2 separate regions of the Lactuca sativa genome follow, and region 2 is linked to region 1. Evidence: chromatin contacts called from public Hi-C data. All regions are on one chromosome and are shown on one strand. Each heading gives the region's core, a stretch centred on a gene start, on an enhancer-like site or on the middle of the called end of the contact. The rest is flanking DNA. Distances are from core to core; before and after follow the strand shown.

Evidence for each region. A called contact is a pair of places that touch in the nucleus more often than the background predicts.
Region 2: a contact with region 1 is called in a Hi-C map of leaf, with 3 times the contacts expected there. The contact joins the promoter of LOC111890498 here to the promoter of LOC111890515 in region 1. A contact is called at or near these places in 2 of 4 Hi-C or Micro-C datasets (bud and leaf).

The regions. Positions count from the first base shown.
Region 1 is chr6:147,467,741-147,471,227 of Lsat_Salinas_v11, reverse strand. LOC111890515 (dof zinc finger protein 1) reads left to right here and starts at 1,573. Exons shown (of 3, transcript XR_006184422.2): 1 at 1,573-1,727; 2 at 2,238-3,487.
Region 2 is chr6:147,862,048-147,865,534 of Lsat_Salinas_v11, reverse strand. LOC111890498 reads right to left here and starts at 1,569. Exons shown (of 7, transcript XM_023886605.3): 1 at 1,155-1,569; 2 at 1-813. The coding sequence starts at 780.

The DNA.
Region 1 (3,487 bases), core at 324-2,823:
TATTAATAAACAGCCTCTTTGTATAAGGTACTAAATCAATAAACTCTTAGCCTCTTATGATAAGATTAGTTTAGAATGATTCAAAAATACTAATTTCATTAAGCAGCTACAGAAAATGTGTAATAATTAAGTAACATACCAATATTGTCCTGGTTGTCTTCCATTTGAGTGAGCATACAGAAAAGGCTTATGTAGAGCATTGCTTGAGAACCAACATAAACTATTTAAAATTCATCAATATATAATTGTTAAGAGTTTTTTATTAAGTGTTAAGATTAACTGCAACTGATACCAAGAGAATTGTATTTATGTAAAACTTTATTGGTTTCCTTATTTTGAGTCTATACCTATTGGATGTGAATTGGAGAATAATAATATTGTATCAGGTCAAGTGTATGATGGATGACTAGCATATTGTAATTTGTAACTTGAGAGTGCGTCTTCATATGTGTGTGTGTGTGTGTGTGTGTCTATATATATATATATATATATATATATATATATATATATATATATATATATATATATATATATATATATATATATATAATTTTATTGCAATTAGTATTTGAGTAGAAAAATTATCATTTGAATTTGATATATTTTCCTATTTTCCATGTTAAAGAACAAAAACAACTAGATCATAAATTGGTGCAAGCGATAATAGAATAAAAGAATTACCTAGAATCTATAGATATATTGTGAATGAGGAGGCCGGAGGGAGCAGGGGATGATTACATTATTTTTGGCCATGTGTAAGAGTCTTTAATTGAAATCAAGAGATATATCTAAGAATTACCTAGAATCTAGAGATATATTGCTTGCCAAAACCTAGAACAAAACTATCAATCTTCAGCACGGGACGGAGGTGGCATAATCTGTGTAAGCAGAAGCAGCATTGCCTTCGCCAACTTCATCGGAACTTACAGGCGAAGGTGACATCGTCCAGAGCCGGCATCATCCAATGAAAGCAAAATGACAACATTTGTTGAAAAATCGATGATAATTGAGCTCGATCGTCGATCTACTGTTGCAATCGATGATGAAAACGAACGACGTCAACATCATCGATCACTTGGCTCGTGGATTCGTCGTTGATGAAATGAAAGAAAAGGTATGTGTCGTTGATCTACGAAAGAGGTATCGGTGGTGGATGGACACAGGAAAGGGGCAGTACATAGCGAGGGAAGAGATGCAATGAAGAATGAAAAAGACATGTGGAAAAGAAAAAATAATTTAGGGAAATTCATATTAGTAATTTAATTTTATTGATTTTTTGGAATGTATTTTATATATAAAAAGCTAAAATGCTATTAAATTCATTTATAATTACAATTATGTCATCTATGATCTCGATAGTAAAGTTTTTTATCTAGTGGTCTACCTTTAGTTTTCGGGTTTTCGGAAAACTTTAGGCTATCAAATGATATATATATATATATATATATATATATATATATATATATATATATATATATATATATATATATATATATATATATATATATATATATATATATATATATATGCAATGTTGGATATACATACATGGCTATAGATGCATATACATACATACACAGCACATAGTCCACAGAAACCATCTAAAACATTCCTTTCCGTGCTTTTTTCAAGAACAGTGGAAAGTAAAAGGAGGCCATCACTCTCTCTCTCTCTCTTCTCTCTGTCTGCTTCTTTCAGCCATGGACAGGCCTCACTGGCCACCACAGGTATATATCTGGATCTTCCACCTTCTGCATCATCACCCTTAAAATTCACAAACTTAAAAAATAAGTAAAGTTGAATTATTTCATTTCCTTGAGCTCATGATCATATGAATTAAACCAATCTAATGTTTCTTTTTTTTTTTTTTTTTAAAATTTGATCATACACACTTAGTGTAGATATAAGTTTCCATAGATCTTCAAGTGTGTTTTCTTCTTTATCTTTCACTCGTTATATTTTTAGTATGCATCTTGCACTTTACTTTTGATAATTTATGTGATCAAGGGTCATGTCCTCATGTGTTAAAAATAAATAAGTTAAATTTTGATGAGTTCCTTTTTATTGAAGATTGGTTTTTATGGATTCTGAAAAGCATAAAGCAGTAGCCTTGTTTTGTTCATTTGTCTGCAAATCTTAAAGCTTTTGTGTATCTTTATGTCTAATACATCTTTTCTTTTTCTAAATTATTTCTTGCTTTTTCTTTTCCTTTATCCTTCCTTTTGGTGTTTAAATAGGAGATAGTGGTGAAGCCAATGGAAGAAATCGTAGTTCCCAACACCACAAATTCAAGTAACAATTACAATAATCTCTCAAAGCCATCTTCAAGTTCTTCCTCTCTTGAAAGAAGGATAAGACCCCAAAAAGCTGCCGCTGTTAACTGTCCGAGGTGTGATTCCACCAACACCAAGTTTTGTTACTACAACAATTACAGTCTTTCACAACCAAGATACTTTTGCAAGACCTGTAGAAGGTATTGGACTGAAGGAGGAACACTCAGAAACATCCCTGTTGGTGGTGGTTCAAGAAAGAACAAGAGATCATCGTCTTCTACTACTTCTTCTTCTCTAACTTCGGTCTCAAAGAAGCTTCCTGATCTAATTGTACCTTCTGCACCAACATCAGTACTTTCTCAAAACCCTAGGATCCTTCATGATCATTATGGGCAAGATCTTAACTTGGGGTTTCCATCCGCTAATAATTTCAAGAATGTTTCTGACTTTATGCAAATACCAAACTTTGATGCCACCAGGAATACGAATTCTTCAGCTTCCACCACCAGTAGTATTACAACTACTGCATCGGCTTCAGCTCAGCTTTCAGCTTTGGAGCTCTTGACTGGAATCACAGCAAGGGGTACAATGAATTGCTTAATGCCGATTCCGATCCCTGATTCTAATTCCGTTTATTCACAGTCAGGGCAGTTGATGATTCCCATGCCGGAATTCAAGATTCCGTCACTTAGCTTTTCTTTGGATGGAATGGCGAGTGGTGGCGCGTATGGGAATAGTCTTGATGACAGTACAGATCGGAGGGTTTTGTTCCCGTTTGAAGAACTGAAAACGAACACATCAACAACAACTCTTGATGAACAGCATGTTGCGCAAGATAGAGATCAGAATGGTGACTCCAATGGATTCTGGAATGGAATGATGGGTGGAGGCTCTTGGTAAAGAAACGTATACATATATATATATATATTTTCTTAAATAATAGTTTTAAATTGAACGTGTGGGGATTTTTGGTCGTTTCTTTCTTTTCAAATCTTGATTTTTCTGGTATGAAAATGGTGGTGTGGTGATGAGGACTTGTTTCGATTTCTGGAAAACCTAACTTTGGTAGGATCACAGCTCGCTTCTCGTCTTGAATTATATGTTCAGTGATTCCTCCCTTGATCATATATTATAAGTAACTTCTGGTATTAGTTTGGGATATGCTATTATGAGATCCAAGATTATGAAGAACATATCATCAAGAAAAGCTAAAG
Region 2 (3,487 bases), core at 320-2,819, 390 kb before region 1:
TTCATATTTTCTTGGATCATCATGTTCAGAAATCTCCCAAATTTTCACAATTCCATCATCACCTGCACTCGCTAAATATCTACCATCGTGACTGAATTTAAGAACCGAAATCGACCCTTTATGTGCTTCGAAATCTTGGGTGGCGTAAAGTGATGATAATTCTTTTGATTTCTTTTTGTTAGTGTGAACAGGAACTGAAAGAGTACACGTGGCACCGTTTGATACCGTTGATTCTGATTCATGATCTGTGAGTCGAGAGATGATGTTTAGTTTATGAAGCCAACCTTTCTTTACTTTCTTTCTTCTGTCTAATAAACTACTGTTTATGGTTTCTTTTTGAGAAGATGAAGATAAACCGAAGTCGAATGATTGATTCATTGATGATTCTTCTTGAAAATTCTCGATTACTAAATCAGGTTTTGGTAATTCGATGGTGGGATTTGACCAAATGGATAAAGAAGGCTGTCGGATCAGAAACGCATCTTCAAGGTCTGGAATTTGTTGGTCGGCGGCGGGTTTAGGGTTTTCTGTTTTCTCATCGGAAGTCTCGTCGGATTCTTCATCTCTTACGAGCCATTTAGAACTCAGACCGATGGATCTTATGAACTTATTGCGACGTTCGTCGACGCTATCAAGATTACCAATCCATGAATCGTATTTATACCCGGAAGTACAACAATCGTCGGAGTAACGTTCGGAATCTGAGTCAGACATTGAAACAAACACCTCGCGTGCATCGAAGAAGTCGTCTTCAATCTCACTGCAACAACTCATTTTCATTTTCGCAAATCTTCACCTTCTTGAAGCCTAATCCTCAAATAAAAAATGAGAACACACAAATTAATACGGATACTTATGAACCCTACATCAAGATTATTGATTTCTTTTCAAATATTGAACATCCCAAGCCTCAATGAACTACTTCGCAAACAACTGAAGTGGATATAAAACGAGTTTTGTTCAACTAACGATCAAAATATGCGATTTAATGATTGATTGCGATCAATCAAAGGAGGGATTTTGATTTCTTAACAAAGTATAGCAAAATTGAACAATTTCCCACAATCAATCAATACAATAACTGATAATTTCTGACAGAAACATGAAACACAAACTCGAATGAAATAAGAAATCGGAAAATGGAAAATTCTCACCTGGGTACTCATTAAATGTTGAGTCAACTGTCAAAAGGATACCAAATTTGAAAACGGGTGCAAAGTTCTAGTTCTACAAACAGTTTTCTCTTATATGCACGCGATTGGAGGAATTATATAAATATTTTGAAAGCGACGATGTTTGACTTAATGGGAAACGTTCAAAACAAGGGGACTACAGGCTACAGAGGAAAGAGCCTTCAAGAAACGGGTGGACCCGAAATTGAAATCCGGGTATGGGTTCGTTTTGTCCAGAATTGTCGTGGCGTTCTCACTTTTATCTTTATTGTGATTTGGATGTTTGCAACCACCATTGGCGCAGAAGAAGGTGGTGAGTGAAGAATATACGGCGGGACCCAACTCCGATGCGACGGTTCAACCAGCGGTGGTGACGATTCAAGTAATTGCTATCGATGTGTACGCCGCACTTCCTCAACTTTGCTGTGAAAATTTTAAGAAATTGGATTTTTGTTTCGAAGATAATTGTACGGTATTTGGATGATGACAGGCAAATTATTGTTTTTAATCAAATATGTCAAAAGTAATAATGGTATATCCGTGTATGGATAATTACGTCATACATTTTTTGATTTTTATATATTTCGTTATTTAATTTTTTTGAGCCTATATTTTTTCATTTAACTTTTAATTGTATATATTTAGTTTTTATGACCGACTAATGTAGGCAATCCGTAAAGTAATGTGAAAATATGTTTATGTTATTATTCTGTAATGAATGTTGTATATGTTTATTGTTGAAATAATTATAATATAAATATTAACGTTTGATTATTCATATATTCATTAGAATGTCATTATTCTATTATAAATTTATTTATATACATTTTTGAAGTAAATTATAATTTTAGTTTTAACTTGGGACTATTGATTTGTTCATTATTGAATAATGATATAAAGTTATTGATACAAAATTCATTAGAGAATAATAACATAAAAATAATATTTTTTTACGCTTTCATATTATTTATTATTTGAACTATTATATATATATATATATATATATATATATATATATATATATATATATATATATATATATATATATATATATATATATATGCAAAATAAATCTTTGTTGTTGTACACATTCAATACTTATAAACGACTTCTTAAGGTTTTTTCTCCCAATATCCTACATTAGGATGTGACCGTCGTTAATGAGGTGTTCGGGGTTATTCAATCTTATGGCCACCACGGCCTCAATTGTTTGGTGCTTAGGTTTTGTCTTATGAACGTCGTAACTTCTTCATACATTTTTGGATTTTAAGGATTTTTATATACACACGTTCGGGTTACATTATATTACAATTCATTTTGATTATTCCCATTAAAATTAATATATTTTTACTTACGACCTTTATATAAATACGTCTGTTATGAATATATTATGATCTATATTTTTATTTTTCAATTATATAACATATTAATTACTTTTGTATGTTTTGTATGTTTGCGAACAAGGTTTTGTATTTCAGGGGCTACCACAAACATCAAATTGGCATTTGTGAATGAGAAACTTTCATATACTCGAGTGTTGTCTAGAAATTCTTAAAGTATAAGTGGGTACTGGGTACTACTACTGCCGATCCAAATTCATTCAAGACTTGATTTACTAGACTATGGAATCATATAGAAATAATGGAAAAGCTTACATCAAAGTTAGATTTTTCCCAAAATCCGATACGACACTTATAAAGTTGACATCTAAATTGGGTATGGTCAAATTGGGTAATTTTTTAATACAACTTATTACAAGTTGAAATCTACGTTTTTGTTAAATTGTATCCAAGTTGAATTCCTCAACTGATCTTAAGGGAAAATTAAACACAAATACTTTGGGTTGATTTTGAAATTTTTTTCATATTTTGCAAAAAAAAAAATAGTTGTTTTGATATACTTTCGAGAAATGGATTTTGGTTGATTACTTTTAATTAAAAATTGAAAATTATGGGTCGAAATTTACAACGATACTAATTGATATTAGAGTCTTAGTTTAAGGGATTTGGGCTAGCATTGGGTGCCTTGAACTAAACATGAGATGTGATAACTTTTATAAAATAGTTTTCTAAATTTTTCTATAAAAGAATCAAAGGATGTGATGCCTACAGTCACTCAGAGCTCAAGTAAGAAAATGATTCCTAAAACACACACACACACACACACACACACACACACACACACACACACATATATATATATATATATATATATATATATATATATATATATATATATATATATATATATATATATATATATATATATATATATATATATATATATATATATATATATATATATATATATATATA